Regions from separate parts of the Zea mays genome. Here region 1 is linked to region 2. Evidence: chromatin contacts called from public Hi-C data. All regions are on one chromosome and are shown on one strand. The core of a region is the stretch at or near the end of the contact, and the rest is flanking DNA. Distances in the headings are between cores, read along the strand shown. Region 1 has its middle 37 kb from the start of LOC100276349. Region 2 has its middle 45 kb from the start of LOC100382033.

What was found. Hi-C and Micro-C count contacts between places; a contact is called where the count stands out from the background.
Region 1: a Hi-C map of leaf shows a contact between it and region 2, with 4 times the contacts expected there. The contact joins two enhancer-like sites. A contact is called at or near these places in 2 of 25 Hi-C or Micro-C datasets (ear and leaf).

The regions. Positions count from the first base shown.
Region 1 is chr10:118,863,900-118,868,272 of Zm-B73-REFERENCE-NAM-5.0, forward strand. No RefSeq gene overlaps it. Among protein-coding and RNA genes, the nearest start is that of LOC100276349, 37 kb to the right of the region's middle. Within about 2 kb of position 1,337, at least 16 of the 20 cell types and tissues checked have an H3K27ac peak or open chromatin away from gene starts, as enhancers often do. A contact at or near this core is called in leaf, where this site is marked.
Region 2 is chr10:118,714,924-118,719,265 of Zm-B73-REFERENCE-NAM-5.0, forward strand. No RefSeq gene overlaps it. Among protein-coding and RNA genes, the nearest start is that of LOC100382033, 45 kb to the right of the region's middle. Within about 2 kb of position 2,203, at least 1 of the 20 cell types and tissues checked has an H3K27ac peak or open chromatin away from gene starts, as enhancers often do. A contact at or near this core is called in leaf, where this site is marked.

The DNA of each region.
Region 1 (4,373 bases), core at 87-2,586, 150 kb after region 2:
TTGTGGGCTCTCTCTTTCTGCTAGCTGCAGTACATACCGGAGTAGTGCAAGTAGACTTTTAAACGACGGGAGAAACCTGTGTAGTATATCAGAAAGGAACCATAATGGAAGAAATACGCAGTAATCAGATTCTAGGACTTTTGTGGTGCCAATATGATGATCATGTTTCTTTTATTTTGTGCAGGCTGGCAGTGCTCATGCTCAAATATACCCTTCACCCACTGACGTTTTCAAACCTCTGATAAAGGAGGGCAATGTCTACAATGTCTCCTACATTCAGATCAAGAAAGCTAATAGGATGTACAAGCCTGTTGACAACGATATCATGATCGGTTTCACAAAATGGATCCTATGCTGGTAAGTTTGTCTAACCTTGCTATTTACACTTCTATTAAAACTGACTGCAGAGGTCCACTTTGGGTTCGTGCACTGCTGGGTTGGTCCTATTTAGACCATATTCTTCAAAGCCTCCTATTTTTAGCCTGCACTTAGTACCATTTCTAATAAGTTTGAAACCCGTCCTAAGAGTACAATACATTTAAACTGGTTATGCCTTGAAACCAAATGAAGAACACACAAACAATATGGGCACTTGTCCCAAAATTCGGTGGCATGAAATAGGCACACAAACAATATGTGTGAATTAGACCTTCTTTGTTTTCCCGCGAGACTATATGACTGTGTTTGATATCCTGCTTGGATCTAACATTAGCTTGGAAGACATGACACATGAAATATTTATGGAACTTTATACTCACATTCTTGTTTTTGTTTGTAGCCTTGACAAACCCGCGGTTTGAACACGTGACAGATGACGGCTTAGCTTATGTGGATGGACATCTTGGTTGCTTTTGTAGATGGAATGTTTGGTTGGCTTTTGTAGACAGAATCAGGCTGCACTTGTGCTTGTGTAACACTTATGAGCATGGTTGTGTGGACTGTGTCGGCCAAAGTATGCCTCCCAGTGCCTTGTATATATCACCTACTTAGCTGCCTATCCCCAACTAGGTCGCCTGATAATAGACTTTGATCATGTCATGCTATTCTATAACAATTTCCGATGTAACTTGCTTGATCGTCATACTATGGTACACGCTTAAATTTGGTGCTGCAACTTTAATGTGGATTATGTTCAGTCGATCTGTGTTTAGTTTGGTGTTTTGTTGGTGTTATTTATTTTTTTTCTGTGCTGGATAGGGCGCCCGAATGGGCGCCACCTGATCTAGTTCTTTAGTAAAAAGCAAAAGAATAGTTCGCTTTGTGTGCACCGCGCAGCTGCGTGCTGATCAAGGTCACTCTGGCACTGCTTATATGCTTCGCTCTCGATGCCAACTGTTTCTAGAGCAGCGAGGTGGTGCTAAGGCGCCAACTGCTTTGTCTCCACGCTCCAGCTCTAGCCACGCAGCCGCGGTTCCGCTACATGAACTGGAATTGGGCCTAACAGTGAGAGTGTCACTCGCTCCCGTACACTAATTTTTCTACTGGGCCAACTATGAAAGCTGGGCCGGCCATGGCACGGCAATTTCTTGCTCTTTCTGGACCATTATATTGCACGTTTTTTCCTTCTTTCTTTCAGACGTTTGAATATATATATATTTTAATTCGGACATTCGGATGCTGATGAGTGACGATGAAGAAGAATGATGAATACTAGTACCCTTGAAACTGCTTAGAAATGAGAGAAAACACTGCACAAAGTTGTGCTGTCAGATAAAAGAGTATTGACTGTTGTGCAGTAGCCTAAGTCTGAAATATGTGTGTCTGATTAAACTTTGGAGCTTTGTGGTGCTTGATCTATATGGTTTTGGACTGAAATTATTGTGGAAAGTTTGAAGACCATATGTTAGTAAATAAGTTCCTTTAAGTGTGTTGGGCGTGACCCTACACAAAAAGTGGTGTAAATACTGCCCAAAGTGGGACTATCAGTCAAACAAACTGAATTTCATTCTGTCCAATGAAAACTGAATTTCAGTGCAATTTGCTGAACTTCAGAGCTCTTTTGTGGCTAATCCATAAAGTGTTGGACCATGGTGTCTATAGTGAATTGGTAAACCATAGAAAGGTGAACAACTCTCTTGAGAAGGTTTGGGTCTGGTACTGTATAGAAACCTGAGTTAAATACCCTCGAACATTGACTGCCAATCGGTGCTGTGAACTGAATGTGATTCAAAAACTAAAAACGAATTTCAGTAATTGTGACCAACTCCGGAGTATCATAACTTGTGATTCTTGTGTGATTGGACCAAGAAGTTTGTAGTAACGTTGGAGACCGTATATCAATGAACAAATTTTATTATGAAGGTTTGGCTTGACACCATATTGGTTTGGGAGAAAAGGGAGACTCAAACTGCCTCGAGCAGAAAAGAAGGAGGGAGTGATCTGAACTCGAAATTCAGACCAGCAGAAAGGCGCTAATAAAATTTGGTTGATTTCTGGACACCGTAACTTTGGAACTATGAAGTTTGAGTCCCAGAACCCTATAGTGATTTTGAAGATCTTTGATTAGTGCTGCACTAACCTTGGAGAAAATTGGGTCAAAATTCGTGCTGTCAGATGGGGAGGCTAGTTTGTTATTCAGTTAGCTGAATTGGAGTTCTGTGTTTTCACCCATTTTTGGGGCTGTTTGGTGTTGAATCCAGGAAGTATAAGGCTATGGTTTCTATAGCAATTTGATAGAGGGTTGATTGGAGAACATATGTATTCAGCATAACCTCTCTGTTATTACTGCAAATTGAGAGATCAAGGTGGAGAAGGGTGGAGTGGTCGGCATCGAAGTTGATGGCAGATATTTCTGGAAAAAAAAATCTGCGCTCTGCTGTGCTCTATTTGCACGGTTGTGGATGAGATCAACTGCGTGGGGTACCGGGGGAGATGGATTCAACATGGCTGGCACCCAAGACATGTGCAGCTCGGGAGTTATCCTTGCTGGTGACCGACCTGCTTGCTTGCTGGATTCAGGCATGCGCGCCACTGGACACTGGTCTCGCGTTCCATGCCTCGGCCTGATCCTGTGCATGCGTGTACGCATGGGCGCCGTGTACTCGTGTCACATGCAGCTGTGGACCATGTACACCCAGCCCCTCCCATGTCAAGCTTCGCTAGAGTCTGTATTGGCCGGTCCCTTTAGCTTGATTATCCCCGCTGTCTTTGAACTCGCAAAAATTTGCCGCAGCCACTCGCTCCTCGTCCAAATTGACTGCCCAGCGCGCTCCGCCACTACTTTGCGCTCGTGTAGCTGCTTGCCTCTTGCGCTGGCATGTGGCGTTCCCAGCTCGTGGCTGCCTCCTCTTTGCATGGCAGTTCTCCCAGCCGTCGTCTACCTCACGCAAGCATGAAACCGCTCAGCCGTCACCCTCCTCGCCCTAAGCTCGCACGGCCTTGTCGAGACTGCGCCGCTATCTCCTCTTGCAGCTGAACATCGCGCCGTTCCTGCTCCTTGTCGCAGTTTCCCATCGCGCGCCCGGTCACGTCCTGGTGCCGATCTCCTCCACGCCACGCTCAGGACTTCACCGGTGCCGTCTGACCGTGCTCATCGCGCTGCAAGTCTTCATGTTCCTCCGTGTCGATCTCGCTTCGCCGAGGCTACAGCAGCACCAGCATCCTCTCCGAGCTTGTGTTTGTAAATTTCCTCGTCGAACCGGCATCGTAACGTCATCCGGTAGTACGGCGCTCTTTATTCGTATTATGGCGATTTATATTCTTATGTATATGTTGTAGGTGTATTCTAGATATATTATTTGTTACCCTCAATGGAAGTTACATTTTCATGGCATTACACAAGCATTTATAAGCATGTTATCTCATATAGAGCTTCCTAAAGAAGTGGACATCGAATAGAAATTTGCTCCAGTACCTGAATACCCATTGGTGGGGTTCCATCTAACTGGTTATCTGGTAGAAGGATTTTGGATCTTCTCCTGCAATAAAGCAAGCTCCGGTGCATTTGACACCTCCCTTGTGTTTACAAAATTTTATCACTTATATGCTGCATTAGGTGATAGGAGTTGATTGTTAAACTCTTGATGCATTACCATCCTTGAAAGCTTGATTACCATACCTTGTTACCTGTTTAATAAAAGCTAGTGATGCTTAGTCACGCTGATAGATTAAGAAAAATGTTTTTGATCTATGAGACTCATGTTTTTTCAAAAAAATGGGCTTGGTATAATGAAGGCATCAAAACGTTGATAAATTCATTATCCAGGCATGGCCCCTCTGTCAGGCGCCAAAGTTCTGAAATACTTTACAATGAGACCAGACGATGAGCAGAAAAAGTCGCCCGTCTGTGTCGATTAAGGATCGTACCGATTGTTGGCCTGCTGATCTAGGACCTTTTATCTGGCCACATACCTCGTCATGGGTAAGCCTGAACC
Region 2 (4,342 bases), core at 953-3,452:
CAGGATAATATAAGCCTCATCCCATCGCTTGTGTTCCATCTTGCATCAACCCATCTGGACAGGGGTACGCGGCACTAAAATTCACTAGTCGGCCCGGCTGAGGGCCCCCCGAGTCCGAAACACCGACACTATATAACACCTATTTTAGTAGCCAACATTTATAGAGAGTAGAGGGTTATGCTCCTTGCCTGGAGGAGACTGTTGCTGCTGTCAAGAATTTGAGCGTGAGCAGGGCTTCTGGAGCACGAGCAGGGCCTCTGGATCCGATGCTCGCGGATTCCTCCCTCTCGGCGGTGGATTCCTCCCTCTCGGCGGCTGGCTTCCTCCCTCCCGGCACAGAGAAGCTGCTCGCGGATTCCTGGAGGCACTCGAGGCGACCTAGAGGCACGGGGAGCGGACCAACTGCTCGCGGATTCCTCCCTCCCAGTGGCGGCTGGCTTCCTCCCTCCCGGCGGGGCGCCCCACGAAGCAGCCTGGGGCTAGAGGCACGGAGCAGCAGCAGGTCCTTCCCGGTGGCTTCCTCCATCCCGGCGGCGGGTTCGTCCCTCCCGGCTGGCTTCCTCCCTCACGGCGGGGCGCCCCCACGAAGCAGGTCCCTCCCGGCGGCTTCCTCCCTCCCTCTCGGCGTCGAATTCGTCCCTCCCGGAGTCTCGGCGGGGCGCCCCCACGAAGCAGTTGGGGCTTGCTCCCTCCCGCGGCGGGCGTGGTGACTCCTCCCAACGGATCGGCTGTGGCGGCTCCTCTCGGCGGGGCTTGGGCTTGCGGTCGATTTGGAGCTCGGGATCGGGAGGAAGAGAGGCTGTTGCCGAGTGGGAAAAGTTTGCAGTGGGCCTATCCTGTAAGTCACGTTAAAGTGGACGGAGACGGCGTTCAGGCGCATTTCGGAGCAAAGGGAACGAGCGTTGGGTAAAACTGAGTAAGAAGAAAAACTAAGGTTAGCAACGAGTAGTGTGGCGAAAGTAAGGGGACCAATGTAAAAAACCCTTTGGCCTCGTTTGTTTCCATTCATTTCGAGGAATTGGAATCTTACTAATGGAATAGACTATTTTTTTTAGAATATGACATTCCACCACTTTCCAAAGTTATCATATAAGCCTATCTCAAATTCATGGTGTGAGAGATGTAAATTGATTCTATAGATTTACATGCTAATTTTCCGATGTACAACTTATAGCACACTCTTCTACTTGCGCCTCTATAACATAAATGTACTATTTAACTATCTCTCTCATATGATTTAGGATAATATACAAATATATTACATATATAAATATATAAACTTAATTAGTTTTATCTAAATTATAATTATTAAAATCGAATTCAATTCCAACGAAACAAACGGGCCCTTTTTTGAATTCCAAGCATGCTTCCTCTGTGGCTGGTATTTCGGGTATGGACATCGACTCACCATTATCTGTCAGGGTGGCTGATGGGAATGTATTACACTGCACATCTGAATTATCCAACGTTGAGTGGTCTGTCCAAGGTGTGCAATTCTGCTCCAGCTTCAAGATCCTGCCCTTGCCATTTTATGACGCCATTCTCGGGATGGACTGGTTGGGACAGCTCAGTCCTATGTGTATGGATTGGAAGCACAAATGGATATCTTTTAATAATAATAACTTTAGATTTTCTAAGGTGTTCTAAGCTCTGACTAATTTGCTACATTTTGCCACACTTTTGTGTCTAAGATTAGTTCTTCCTTAGGCAAAGTGTGGCATAGTTAGCCACAAACAAAACAAACCCTAATTCCCCATATAGACAAGAACGGGAAAGAAACTATCCCTGGTGATATTCGTAGGGATGAGATTAGTGAAAATTCTCCCACACGCGAACGAACATGGGGATCTGATTCTAACCTACGATGAAGAAATTTTCATGATAGTGACCTTGGGCCGGAGTCTCTTTTAGCCCTTAATCTTGGTAAATGTGGAAGAGATAAAGGCTTGGCTCTGGAGGTGTTCAAGATAATTAACTGGACCTATCATACACAGTATAGACACAGACAGGGGCACGCAACTAACAGTCGGTTTTGCTTACCTCTGATAAACCTGTATGCTCTGTAGTATTGATTCTGAATTTGTTTTATTGCACAAACATTTTTGCAGCAGGTGAAATTTTATTAGAAAGAACACGTATATGAGCCTTTGTGATCCGTGGATGGGCCGTCTGTATTTGGATGCTTTCGGACTTTGGATGGCCCATTGCCGTGAGTTTTTCTCACGATGCTTTTGCCCATTTATGATAGTTTGGCAACTCTATTTTTCTAAGGGATTCTCATTTTTCCAAGAAAAAATGAAAATCTTTTGGAAACATGGGGTTGCCAAACTAACCCTTAGAGAGAATGCATACGAATTTCACGTCCACCATGTCCTTGGCCTCCTCCTTGTCGTGGTGCTCGTGGAACGCTTCGCTAGTTGACTCAGGTCAGTACGGCTCGCCCATTTAATCTCTACTATAATTAAAGCACCAGTGCAGGAGGTGGATTATGTTACAAATTGGTACAGGAGTTGGGGTTTGAACCCACACTGTGATGGAAGAAGGGTGAGAGACATTAAACAAAGTTGTCTAACCAGTAGAACATCATGCTCAGGTGTTTATAATATTGAATATAAATTATACATACATATATATATATGATTTTTGTAAAATAAAAAATAATCGTGTCAGGCCGGGCCAGCACTACGGGCCGAGGCTACGGCCCAAGCACCGCACGACGCTCGTGCTGGGTTGGCCCAAGCACTATTAAATGGGTCGTGTCTCGGACCGGCTCACCAGACACGGCTCGTTTGGTCATCTATACCTCCGCACGATAATGATGGTCCTCGCCTCAGTTGCCACCACTTTGTTCGCTATTCTACTTCTTTTCTCTCTCTCCTCATGACTCCACCTTCGCGCCACCCCATTCTCGGCAGAGGGCGTAGGAGTATACGCCTCCTCCCCGTATTCGTCCGACACCAGCCCCGACACCGACTCGCGCAGTGGCTATTACACGTCCACGAGGACATTTCACATCATGCGCGCACCATCGTTTTCGCCGTCGTCGGACGTCCTGTTCGTCTTCCTGGCCTTCGCCCTGTTCTTCCTCCCCAACCTGCTAGCCTCGCCCACAGTCACAGTCGTGAGCCGACCGACGCTCGTCGACGTGGGTACGGGGCAAGTCGGTCATGCTCCTGGCCTTTCTTCGTGCGTGCCGTCGAGGAGGACATGGTGGCGCCTGCCACGTTTAGGTTATCTTGGCGATGAGGAATCCAGGTCTAAGATATTGGACAACCAAGGCCTATAGCGTCACAGCAGCCGGCATATGCTACGGAGTTGGTGGTGGTGTTGTGTCGCTTCGGCGGGTTCAGGGCCGGGAAGACACTTGCATTCTCTAGCCCTTCTCGGATTGACGCTTGGTGCGGGTGCCTCTCGGTTTGGAGCTGAACCAGCTGTGTTTCTTTCTCCACATGCGTGCTCTCTCCCTATATACCTAGCGGTATACTACTTATGTCGCCTACAGATACCCAGATCTTCGTTGTGTCCTTCTCCGGCAACGAATAGGTATGTCCGCCTCTTCCCTTCCCCTCCTGCTCTACGAAACCTTAGAAGTGGGGGAGACGAGGGATGAGAGTCTATGATTTGCTGCCTATGGTACCCATGCGTTCATAAAAATATTATGCGAAGAGCGAAGACAATCAATAAAAAAATCTTGAGATCTTTTTGGTGGATAATTTATGTGAATATTGTTGTGAGCCGGCAACGCACCGGTAATTGACTAGTAAGTTTTAAAAGAAGACTAAGCCTGGCTCGTGAACCATACCTTGATAAATAATATTGTATTATATAAAAAATTAATAATCTATAAATATGAAATAGAATCATAATGACATACTACAAGCAATCTAAATTATAAATTGTCATATAAAATTATCTAATATACATCATAATTGTGTAGATTGATTAATTTGGTGCAACTCGTGAGCTAGAATGAACCGACTCGGCTCGTAAACCGCTAAAAGCTGAGCCAGGCCACTCCGAGCTCCAGTCGGCTCACGAGCCTCAAGCTTTTTTCCACAACTAGTTGGAGACCTAGCCTAGGAGTGTCGATCAGGCAGATAGATCCAACCACCAGATAGTGAAAATCTATGGCCTAGATAGGTGCTTTGAAAGTCGCCTAGATGGGGTGAATAGACAAAACCTGAAATTTATAAACTATAACACACACTAAGGCCGAAAGAATTGTTTCTCTTGCTAAGAGTTACTCAAAGGATGCAGATGACGTATGGGAGCAAACTCAAATCAATATTAGCAAGAAAATGTTAGAGAGAGGAAAGAGGGCAAACAAATCAAATACAAATCA